Regions from separate parts of the Gossypium arboreum genome. Here all the other regions are linked to region 1. Evidence: chromatin contacts called from public Hi-C data. All regions are on one chromosome and are shown on one strand. Each heading gives the region's core, a stretch centred on a gene start, on an enhancer-like site or on the middle of the called end of the contact. The rest is flanking DNA. Distances are from core to core; before and after follow the strand shown. Region 1 holds the start of LOC108464364 (glycerate dehydrogenase). Region 2 holds the start of LOC108461360 (heavy metal-associated isoprenylated plant protein 26-like). Region 3 holds the start of LOC108467224 (probable 26S proteasome non-ATPase regulatory subunit 3).

Evidence for each region. Hi-C and Micro-C count contacts between places; a contact is called where the count stands out from the background.
Region 2: a Hi-C map of leaf shows a contact between it and region 1, with 3 times the contacts expected there. The contact joins the promoter of LOC108461360 here to the promoter of LOC108464364 in region 1. A contact is called at or near these places in 2 of 5 Hi-C or Micro-C datasets (both in leaf).
Region 3: a Hi-C map of leaf shows a contact between it and region 1, with 3 times the contacts expected there. The contact joins the promoter of LOC108467224 here to the promoter of LOC108464364 in region 1. A contact is called at or near these places in 2 of 5 Hi-C or Micro-C datasets (both in leaf).

Annotation. Positions count from the first base shown.
Region 1 is chr2:102,754,824-102,758,970 of ASM2569848v2, reverse strand. LOC108464364 (glycerate dehydrogenase) reads right to left here and starts at 1,978. Exons shown (of 13, transcript XM_017764643.2): 1 at 1,663-1,978; 2 at 1,470-1,553; 3 at 1,220-1,360; 4 at 823-944; 5 at 634-715; 6 at 305-377; 7 at 134-225; 8 at 1-34. The coding sequence starts at 1,785.
Region 2 is chr2:102,556,892-102,561,038 of ASM2569848v2, reverse strand. It overlaps LOC108461360 (heavy metal-associated isoprenylated plant protein 26-like), which reads left to right and starts at 2,268. Exons shown (of 2, transcript XM_017761195.2): 1 at 2,268-2,702; 2 at 3,366-3,977. The coding sequence starts at 2,625. The coding sequence ends at 3,749.
Region 3 is chr2:102,905,053-102,909,199 of ASM2569848v2, reverse strand. It overlaps LOC108467224 (probable 26S proteasome non-ATPase regulatory subunit 3), which reads left to right and starts at 2,468. Exons shown (of 9, transcript XM_017767809.2): 1 at 2,468-2,610; 2 at 2,734-2,822; 3 at 2,982-3,172; 4 at 3,612-3,749; 5 at 3,816-3,952; 6 at 4,121-4,147. The coding sequence starts at 2,744.

The DNA.
Region 1 (4,147 bases), core at 729-3,228:
AGGTGGTTTTATCCAAGACCGGGTGAAGACTTATCTACAAAAAGAACAGGTAGCAATCCCTCTCAATCGGCATTATAATTCAAAACTTGGATCTAGAAATTACACTAAAAGTTCTGAGCAAAGAAAATCCTACCACATCTGCCTCCCGGAGCACCTCATCCATACTTGATGCTCTTTTCCAGTGAACAGGTTGCTCTCCATTGCTTTTCAAGAACTCACCATAAGCTGGGATGAGGAAACATAAAAGCACCATAAAATAAGAATTGACAACTCGTTAACTTGCAGAAAATGTCTCAAGACATACCTGTGACAAACTTCTCTAGCCGTGTTGATTGGTAAAGATCATAGTAAATTAAGTTCATTTTGAACCCTTCAACCTGTTATAAGATAGGAAAACGAAATGACTCCCATTAATGCAGCAAAGTAGGACCAAAAGTAGAATAAGCCTTGGAAAATATGCTCTTTGCAGCAATATTATATGGTATGTTTCATATCTCAGGAGCCAGGATTTTACACAACTTTAAAATCTACTTCAAAAACCTCACCAACCCAGACAATTTCTATTTATATTGAAGGTTACTATGATCAAGTGTCCTCAAACAATGTCGAATAAATTAGCTAGTAAGAGATTACCATCATTCTGGCGTATGCAGATCCAATACGACCAGCTCCAATTACACCAACTGTTTGTCCTTTAAGCAAGTTTCCCACAAACCTGTAAGAGAGACAAGTGGAATTGTACAAGCATGATGTAAGTGAGTTTTCGAGTTTATCATCGACATAAACAAAAAATGAAATATAAGTAATATTTCGTGGACATACAGATGAGGGAGCCATCCATCATATAAGCCAGCCCTCATGAACTCATCTGCTTCAACAATTCTTCTAGCAGCTGCCAAAGAAAGAGAAGCCGCTAGCTCTGCCGTTGTTTCTGTGAGTACACCCTACACCAAATTATCACCAACATTAGCTCTACTGTTTCTACCCCAAAATTACTGAACCAACATCGTAACCATTTTATCACTACTCAAATCTTTGCAAGTTTATTTATTGTTTTATCATTACAATCCATTGTAGAAGACATATAATCGAACACATGGAGCTTGGCACTTATCCATGTTATGGAAACATACCCAAATATGATTAAACTACCCTATTAAAAAGCTTCAAAGGTTAGAGGGTAAAACTATTTGTAACTAAGTGGGAAAGTGAAACTTACAGGAGTGTTACCAACAGCAACACCATACTTGTTGGCAGCATTAACATCAACATTGTTGTAACCAACAGCCATGTTACTAAATGCTTTGCCTCCTGCTCTGCTTAAAGCTGCAAATAAAGTCTCCCCCCAGTCTTCAGTCAACTGTAACACAAATTCATAACATAAAAAACTCACAAAAAAAAAGGGAAACAAAAAAGAACTCATATTTTTATTTTCTAACTGAAACAAATAATCCCAAGAAGAAAATCACCTGTCCAATCACCCCATCGCACTTATTGCCAATCAAAGAAATGATATCCTCAACGGACAAAATTGTTTTCTTCTCAGTACATATCTGAACAGGATGATGAAAAAAAAAACTTCTTTAAAAACTGGGATTTAATAGAAGAAGAGGAGAACGAAAACAGAGGGTTTAGAGAAGTGAAAAAAAACATATAATTTACTTCGACACGGCAATCTTGCTCGATTAAGAGGTTGATCCATCGAGTTCCAGGCATAGGTTTGGTGCTAATAACTCTGTATTTCCCATTTGGGTTCCACACTTCAATTGAAACTGGTTTTGCCATTGAAACTTGTCACTGAAAAACAGAGCAGAAAACTGAGCTTTTTAAAATTCAGTTACTCTGTTTCTTGCTTTTTATAGCAATGCTTTGGTGTGGTAAAGAACACTGCTTCACAGCGGTCTGTAATATCGCTACCAAAGACTCGAGTTGTAAGTAGTTCGATGTGCTTTTTAGTAAAGTTTTGACCTTATGATTATCGAATATTAAAATTGAAAATTTTGATAAAATCATTGTATATGGTTGATGTTGGTTGAGAATGATGAGGAATAGGATAGCAGTGTCTGTTCCGTAGAACATGTGATTTTGACCCATTTGGATAGAGGGATGGAGAGGGTTGAGGGCTGTGGTGAGTCTGGGATGATGCTTGGGTTTTGTGGTATAAGTTAACTGATGACATGTCTTTTGTTCATAGATGACACGTAAGAGAAGCATTTATCCTTTTTCTCAAATTACGGAAATATCCTTTAATTTAGTGGACAAAATTTGAGATGACAAAAGATACTAGGATGAATCTAAGAAACTTCGTTGGATTTCAATGTATTTTGGTGTTATTTTTAATAATTTTAGATTTTTTCTGGAAATTTGATATAAAAATTTATTTTTATTTTGGCTGAAATAATTTGAATATTTAAATTTATTTTACGATTGAAATGTTCATTTATACATTTAAACTTTCACTCAATTTAATAATTTTATTCATTTATACATTTAAACTTTTACTCAATTTAATAATTTTATCTCTTTAAAATTTCTTAATGACTATAATTGTTAAAAGAATCTTCTATATTTTTCTCTAAAATTAATGCTGAAACATTAACAAAATTTGGCTATAATTAAGATTTTCAGATTCGGATTGATGATTAAATCGGTTAGATCATCAATTCTCGAGTCTAATGGTTCATCCAATTTAATTAAATAAATTATTTAAAAAAATAAAAATAAAGAAAAAAATATTTGACGCCGATTAAATTAGTTCTACCAATTGATATCGGTTCAATCGATCCGATAAACTAATCCGATCTAATTCTAATAGTTGTGGTAGTAAGGCTTGCTTTCGAGCTGATCACTGCTCACCACCCACTTTCATTGCCTATCTTTTGCCTTGATGCCTCTCTCTCTCCTTTTTTTTTTCCTTCTCTTTTTTCACTTTTTTCTTTCTTTTATTTTCAATTCCAAATCATTAACTTTGATTTTGTAACATTTTGATATAACAACATTTAAGAATTCTTTTATTTTGATTCCAAATCATTAACTTTGATTTTGTAATATTTTAATATAACAACATTTAAGAATAAAATTCTAAATAATTCTATGAAAATTAATTGAAAATCTCATAAAATATTTTCAAGCTTTCAAAATCTTAAAAGCACTTGCGTAAAATAGTACAATAAGTTTCTAACGTTTTTAAGTGGATCAAAATCCATTTTTTTAATTTTCTTTTTAAATTTGTATTTCATGGATTTTAACCAAATATCTACCCCTATAGAGGATTGAACTTCTGATTGATCACCAATCATTGAACTTCTGATTGATCTCCAATCTAAAGGTTGTGTCCCTTTTGTCTAACAAACATTTTTTTGCACTTGCCAAATACAAGTTTTTCACCTCCAACAACTCTAAATGGTTAAAATTTACTTCTTTAATATAAATATGTATCAACAATACTTCAAGGACAAGAGATGCATATCCAAGCAACATATGAAGTAAATTAACAAGTAATTATAAAAGAGCTTTATTTTTTTTATCTTTTCTTGTACACATATATTTGTTTTTTATTGAAAATCTTTTACAAGTTTTAAGGTTATCTTGTGCTTAAACTTTGTAAACACCATACCTTTATTTTGGAGAGGCCTTTTTTATTACACTTTAAAACAAGTTTTTTTTTTAGAGGTTTCTAGTTTACTTTTGAAAGCTACAGGGGTTATAACTTAACCTTGAGAAAACAATGGCAAAGGTTTGTAATTCATGTTAGTAAATTTGAAACTCCTTTGCAGGTGATTGCAAGTAAAGTTAAGGGAGATGGTATAAAAAAATGAGACCAAATTTTCCAACCAATATTTTAAGCAATTTAAGCTTGGGTTTAAAGCCTATCAAAACACTGTTGATTAACTACTTGAAGAGGCTTATAAATAGATTGTTTTGTGTCATACATCAAGAGCAATTTTGGAATGTCTTTGTCGGCAACTTTATTGTGTTTTCTTGTGGTAATTTCGTGACACTCTTTTAGATATTATTTGACGAGTTTATTGATTGTATTGTTATGTATTTGGGTGAGTGATCTGTGACAATTGGGGTCGATATTAGGGCTGCAATTACTTTTTTGTGTAAGGGTAAATGCCAATAGGTGATCCAGATGATTGTTGAA
Region 2 (4,147 bases), core at 1,019-3,518, 200 kb after region 1:
GGCTTTTACTATCAACACCCAAACTTAGCTCTCAACTTTTCAACTAACATATTATGGTGATAGGTCGAAGCCTGCTATTAGATAGTATGTTCATGATTTAATTTTTGTATTTTAATAACCACATTTTTATTCTTTGTATAGAGACAAAATAGGGCTGAAGATAAAATAAATAAATTTTTTAATTTTTTTTAATTTTTTATAAAAATTCAAATAAATGTTAAAAGAAAAATCTCGAGGGACTCTTGCTCCAATGGGGCATAATACTGAGCTCGAATTATTGAAGGCTCAACAGCTTATTTACAAGCATGATAAAGTTGAGTGGTAGAAAAAGAGATTCTCTCTTAACAATGAGACAAGCTTTTACATAAATTTTTTTTTGAAGTAATCATATAATTGAGAGGAATAACAAGCACTTGTAGATAGTGAAGGACAAGTTCTATAAACACAAAACTTCAACATCAATAGAATATTATGACACATTGATAATTGGCTTTGTCACAACTCAAATATGATATATTTAGAGTGATTACAAGCACTTAATAAGATAATAAAATCATCCTCAATTTGTCCAAAGAGGCGAACAAAAGAATTGAGTATTCACCAAATTAGAGAAGACGACAATAAAATCGTTCTTAAAATCACTAGTAAAACTAAAATTACATGTATAAACAAGACTGAATTGATATAATAAACCAACAGTTGTTAAATCAATTATAAATACTAATCCTTGACTTTACCAAAGGCATGACCTTTCATCTCTATTCTATTTCTCCATTTTCGTCCTCTACCTTGCTTTCCTGAAGATCGTCCCAACACATATGCCCCAACGCCCCAACATCAAATCTAGCTTGCCACAGAGAAGCATCAGCAATACATACATATGGTTCCATAATCTGTGTGTTTGTTTGTAGTAAAAAACAAAAGACAATATAATGTTGCTGCATGTTAGATCGAATTTAAATATTATAAATAAAGAAAATATTAATGAGAGAACTTTACTTATTGGAGGTCCAATCTGATTTAAATTCGAATTGATTCATTGATTACCAAATGTATAAAACAAAAGAATACATTACATCTGATCAACTAATAAAATCTATAAATATGAAAGAAAAAGAGAAGGAAGGATATTAGATTTATTACTTTCTTTACTTTATAATATGGGCTGGATTGAAAGAAAAGGGCAAACTCATGGGTCCCATATTGTATGTAAAGCTCCTCAACCCATTATTGATAAGGGTAGAGGGTGAGGTGAAGTTGACAGTTGAGGGTGGGACCAGAAAACCGAGACACAAGCGCGTGGGCTCGTCATCCGATCTCGCGACACATTACTTACTGTCCAGGGTCGGTGTTTTGTTACTTTCTTCCATGCCTTAGGCTGCCATTTCTAATTTATGGTTTCCCTCTCTCTATACCCCTCAGCTAAGTACAACCTAGACACGCGGCGCTAAATTAGCTACATTACAATAAAAATATCCAACCACGTAGATTTCCACGAGCCACTAGTCGTATAGTAAAATACTCCTTTTTTTTTCTTTTCTTCTTTTTATCAATCTTTGTATTACATGAAAATAGTTGTCTTAGTCCACATATTATAATTTATTCAATTTTAGTCCTTAAATTTTAAATTTCATCCTTAATTCAATCTGTTATGTTAAATTTATTAATTAGAACTAGTGATGCCAAAATCAAACCAAACAAACTAATTGAATTGAGTACTGATGATTTAGTGACATAAAATTAGATATAGAACATACCGTTTGTGAATCAATTAAAAGAAAAATTTAGACAAAAAAATTTATGATTAAATTGATTATATGCGTTTATGAATTTTTAATTATTATTAAACTAACGATTCAATTGGTTAAATTGGGAAGTGGTCTAATTTATTTGACCATCCTCGTTTTTACTAGTATTACGTAAAAATTATAAGTTAATATAACGTTACACATGCTACAAATATACTTATCGAACAAGGTTTTGAAAATAACAAAATTTAACTGAATAAAAATAAAATTTATCATTTAGTTAGGATTAAAATTTCAAAATCTAAAAAATAAATGAAGTAAAGTACTAAATTATAAGGACTGATACCAAAATTTTACCATGAAACCCTCTTTTTTTTTTCTATATATATTCAGCCCAGCGGAGGAGGAATTTGGACTTCACCTCCTGTATCATAAAGTACTAAATTATAAGGACTGATACCAAAATTTTACCATGAAACCCTCTTTTTTTTTTTCTATATATATTCAGCCCAGCGGAGGAGGAATTTGGACTTCACCTTCTGTATCATAAAGTACTAAATTATAAGGACTGATACCAAAATTTTACCATGAAACCCTCTTTTTTTTTTTTTCTATATATATTCAGCCCAGCGGAGGAGGAATTTGGACTTCACCTCACCTCACCTGTATCATTCTTACTCATTCACTCCTACACAGTAGAAAAACCCTTTAATTTTAAGAAGGATATTTTGGTTTTATACTGAGAAATCCAACTTCTTTTGTATCTTTATCTTTTTGGTACTTCAATTATCAAAAGAGAGAAAAGCAAGAACAAAAAAAACAAAAAAAAAAACATACACCTAAGTGAAAAACCAGACAAGAGAGAAAACAAGAAAAATGGGTGTTCTGGATCATGTTTCAGATCTGTTCGACTGTTCTCACAGTTCCAAGCACAAGAAACGTAAGCAGTTGCAGGTACATCTCCTTACCTAAGCCGTAGATTTCCCTTTGAGTGTAGATCAAGATATTTGGTGGATATTTTTATTAAGTTAACCAAATTGTTTCTATTGCTTTCTTTTATTTTATTTTTTGTCGTTATAAGATTATTAGATTTAGGTGGTTTAGGGTTCGGATCTGCCCGTCAATATTGCTAAGATTTTATGTTTAATGGCGTTTTCTTTGTTGATCTAAGCTTGATTGTTCTAAAAATGGTGGAAGGTCAAAAAACCCAGATTTTATTTGAACAATAATAAAAATCTTCTTGGTTTACTTTAATGCCAACTGGGTCTATCTATTATAAGTATTTATTTATTGCTGCATTATTGTTTCTGTCTCCGTTCATCTGTCAGTATACTTTATTGTTGATTAGAAAACTTCAAAATTCAATCTTACTAAATTAATTAGGGTATTAACACTAGTAGAAATATCTATGTAAAAGTAGGAAAAAAGGGTTGAAAAGTAATTTTGGTCTATTTACTTTAAATATACGACAAACGACAAACTATTAAGGGTTTTGATCCTTCTAATATTGCTTCCAGTTATTTTCATGAATCTAAAAGCATAGTGGAGGGACTAAAACCAGAATTAGACCAAACATTTGTCAACCTAAGAGTTGTTACTTTTTTCTTTATTTTTTAGACGGTGGAAATCAAGGTGAAAATGGACTGCGAAGGATGCGAACGGAAAGTGAAAAAATCAGTGGAAGGGATGAAAGGGGTGACACAAGTGGACGTGGAGCGGAAGGCCAGCAAGTTGACGGTCGTCGGATATGTGGACCCGAAGAAGGTCGTGGCACGAGTGGCGCATCGGACGGGCAAGAAGGTGGAGCTATGGCCCTATGTGCCGTACGACGTGGTGGCTCACCCATACGCCCCCGGGGTTTACGATAAGAAGGCTCCGGCTGGGTACGTCCGCAACGCGGAGGACCCGCAAGTGTCGCATCTCGCACGTGCTAGCTCCACTGAAGTTAGGTACACCACAGCTTTCAGCGACGAAAACCCTGCTGCTTGTTCTGTTATGTGATTGATTGAGAATATGATTAAACCCCGCAAAAAAAAAAAAAAAAAAAAAAGAAGAAGAAGAAGAAGGAGATACCAAGATATTTTGTGGTAGCAGTGAATTGATTTTGTGTGTTGGTAAATTTGTATTAGTTTAAGGATTTGTTGTAAAATTTGCTATCTTGGGTTTTATCTATATTTCTATTTGTGTATTTTGGACTGTATCATAATGTTATAACGTTTGGAAGTAAAAGTACCTTGTAGCTAGAGTCTCAGCTCTCCAATTTTAGCTTTCTTAAAGATACTATTTCTTTTATATAATATCTATCACAACTTTGTTGATACCCCTCATCAACAAAAGTGAAAAAAATGGTAAGACTCTAAAACAATGTATTAAAAATAATTGTCAAATTGTTTATCCCA
Region 3 (4,147 bases), core at 1,219-3,718, 150 kb before region 1:
GTATGTGTTATTCAGGGTGTAAATGCCCATAATTTATTTCTACATCATAGAGTAGAAGCACCTTAATCGAGTGAAACGCTAATTCGGGTTCACCCAAGAAATTTCGGTGAAGCCTTAGAACATCGAGCAACTCCATAAGGTAGATATAAAGAGGCAGAAGAGTCATTAGTTGATGAAGCATGCACCATGGATTGAGGTTTGAGACAAATGAGCTAAGTAGAGCATATATGGGGAAATTATCAAGGTGTCACGTGTGAATATGATATGCGAATTATGCAAGTATACATTTCGAATTAAGTAATAAAGTGATAAGTGAGATCGTCTCCACAGGGACCGGATTAGGTATACAAATGGTCAAGTTACTATAATAAAGTTAGATTAATGTTATAACAAAATAATGATAAGAATGTAGTGGTAAACAAAAGGAATATTAATGTGAACAAAATGTGTAACTGATGAATAATTGAAAATGCCATAGCAATGCAAGAGTAAAAATGCAGTGGCAATTACGAAAATAATTATATGAATAATATGTAATTGAACAAGTAAACAACTAAGGATGCCTTGGCAAATATACTATGGCAAGGGATAAGGGATATACGATGTTGATATGGAAGGTTGGAATTACTAAGAATCTACCCTTACTGTCAGAAATGCCTTGGCAAAATCGTAATCAATCTATTGCTTAGAAGATTTCCAAAGTGGTTTACTTCTTTCGAGAGCAAAAACATCAAGTTACCTTGTTCGTGCCTATAGGCCTTTAATACGGTACCTTGCACTATTTCCTTTTGTATGAACTTTGCTCTATGTCTAGAGTCAACTACAAGTATCTATCGAGTACTTGCTCATATCATTCAATTTTGGTCCAACTAATCCAACTTTTTCAGAATTAAATTAGTTTATAGGCATGTTGTACAGTTGTCTATGTCTAAGGATATAATTTTGAAAAAAAAACAATTGAATGAAACAGTAAATTAATTCAGATTTAAGTTTTAACCATTAAAGAAAATAAAGGTTTCATCAAGTAATCCCAACCCTATGAGATTTAACTCATGGGTTGGCAAATAGAATTCAAAACCAAAATATCATTCAACATGGTTTTCATCAAATTAATTCACGGAGAAATAGTTAAGAAATAATAGAAGAACATTGGGAAGATAGTTTTCGTGTGTCCAGTTCACACTCTAGTGGCACAGTGTCCTGTGGTGGTTGAGAAGAACTGCATTCGTCTTCCTCTTTCCGTCTCTACTCAACTGCTACCTTCTCGTTTCCCTATGGATCTCCAACCTTATTCGTCCTTTAAGGTTTCCTCCTTTAGCTTTTTATAGCCTTTTCCTTAGGGTAAATCTAACAACCCATGTTTATCTTCTCATCTTTTTAAATTCTTTTTTTAATAACCCAAGATTATCTTATCCTCTTTTTTAGGTAGATTTTTCCAGTACAAGTACAATTTGGCTGAAACTAGTATGCGTTGAGTATTGACTCGGTCTTCCTGGAATTGTCACAGCATCTGTGTTGACAAAATGTCCAACCTTTTGCCTCGGCAAACCTTCACTCATTTATTTCTCATTCCTCAACCTGTACATACCAAACCACCAAACACAGCCCTACCACAAACAATTAAAATTACCTAATATTTAAACACTGTCCAAGCTCCTAATGCAATGATAAAAATACTAATGAAATGTCCTAAAATGCAACTAAATGTACATAGTACAAGCAATTGGCTAGGTCTAAAGGCATGAAATATACCTCTTTTCAAGAGTTATCATTAGGATAGTATTTTTTATACCTCTGAGGTATACATGCAATGGTTCAGTCAGGTGGGCCACGAGCGATTCTATCCGTTGAAGGAATATTTGATAGTAGGGGAACAACGTGTATCGTCAAGTCATCGACAAACACATCATCAAGGTCATTTCTGAGCATGCTAACCTTCTAGTCAAACCTGGACCCATCAACGCAGCGTCGACCCTCTTGCCTTTTCTATGTACTATTCTTGTAAGCTTTCATACTATGTTGGCAATAAACTTGGAGTAGTCATTTACAAATAAATGTGGGCTTGAGCAAAATATGAGACCCATATTTCAATTCGGGTTGCGCTTTAACAACTATGTATGGTAGTTGGACCCAAGCTAGCCCAACCTAACATGAACACTTTTAGTTAGAAGTGATACTTCAACTATTAATTGTCTCATTTACCCAAAAAATGTATGATATTCAATAATAAAAACATGACACGTATCACATTTTATTTGTTGGTATTATTTTTTTAAAATTAAAAAAACCCTTTAAGAATCAATCTTGGAGTATTGTTGAATTAATGAATAAAGCCTTAATTTTATAAAGTTATAGTTACATAGATGAACCCACAAGACAGGATCTAACAGAATAATGGGCCGTGGCCCAATATAGAGTTTATTTGGGCTCTCTAGACCTATTCTATAATGACTTCTGATTTCCATATAAACGACGTCGTTCAGTCCGGCCTTTTTCGCTTTCTTCAACTCCTCTCACAAGACCTACTGCTGAAGAAACTAAAACCTTAGTCCACTGCAGGCTCGGCTCTCGATTCCCCCAAAATCCAGCTCTTCCTTTCGTGAATCAAAGGTAATTTTTTTTTCTCGTTTCCCTTTGTGCTTTTTCAGTTTTAAGCATCTCCCTAATCAATATTTCACCTTTTTTTCCCCTTGATTTTCACGTCAAAATTCGTTTTCAATTTGCATTTTTCAGATTCTCAAAGATGACTCAAGATGTGGAGATGAAAGAGCAACCAGCTCCGTCCAATTCCGTTCCTTCCTCTTCTCCTTCCACTTTGCACCGTAAGTACAATCTATCTATGCTTCTATAACATCCAAATATCTCTAGCGCATATTTTTTTGACGTTTGGTGATAGAAATCTGATTTTCTTTTAGCGTTTTCTGGACTGGTAACTTGTGGGTTTTCACGGATTTGAATAAAATTTTCTGGGTTTCTGTTAGATTTGAAGGAAATTGCGTCTCTGATTGAGACCGGTGCTTATGACCGTGAAGCTCGCCGTATTTTGAGGGCTATACGACTTACAATGGCTTTAAGACGGAAGTTGAAGGCATCCGTGCTTTCCGTTTTCCTCAGTTTCGCTCTTACCCCTGGATCCGAGGCCTTCACTCGTCTTTCTTCTTATCTTCCTAAGGTAATCTTTTGAAGGGGACATCGTAATATTCAGTTATTGATGTGGAAGTGTTTTTCCCCCTTGTGGTGAAGTGATTGCCATTCCATCCTCTTAGATTAGACATGATGTCTTAGTTAATTAAAAGCATTGAAGTGCAACAAATGCTAAAGATAGAAAATAATTGGTTGCATCTTTGAAGTTAATTTTTGGTGATTTGCCCTTTGTTTGCACTCTGTTGTGAGGTATGATGTTATTTTCTCCGTTGTCACCTTCACCAGTGTATTAGGCTTTCTGGTTCCAAGTTCAAGGAAATGCTTTAGTCGCCAGCCTAGTTTCTCTGTCAGCCAGTCTAGTTTCTCACCTCACAGAAATAATTTTTGTTTATGAGTACAATGATTGTAAGTTAATAAGTCCTGAATTAATTGTTCTTTTAAGAACTCATGGTTTGAATTTGTTTCAGGAAGATGAGAATGAGATGGAAGTCGACACTGCAACCTCCACAGCTCAACCTCCTGCTAAGCATTCCTTGCCAGAGCTAGAAATCTACTGCTATTTGCTTGTCCTGATATTTCTGATTGATCAAAAGAAATATGATGAGGTACATTAGCAAATAATTTCATCAGGATGTTTCCTGTTTCTTGAACATGATGTTATCTTGTTTCAGGCAAAGGCATGTTCCTCTGCAAGCATTTCTCGGCTGAAGAATTTGAACAGGAGGACTCTCGATGTTCTAGCTGCTAGGCTGTACTTTTATTACTCTCTTTGCTATGAACTCACTGGTACTCTTTCTGAAATTAGGAGGTGAGCTATACTTGATTCATTCCTAACTTTTATCATATGTTGTCTTTAGCATCTTTTCTGATGTGCGTTTCCTTTTAAATAAACCTCAGCATGTTATAGTTCTTTTATTCATGATCAGAAGTACATATGACATTCTAGGTCTAATTAGGATGATCTTTAATTTGACAGTAACCTTCTAGCCCTGCACCGGATTGC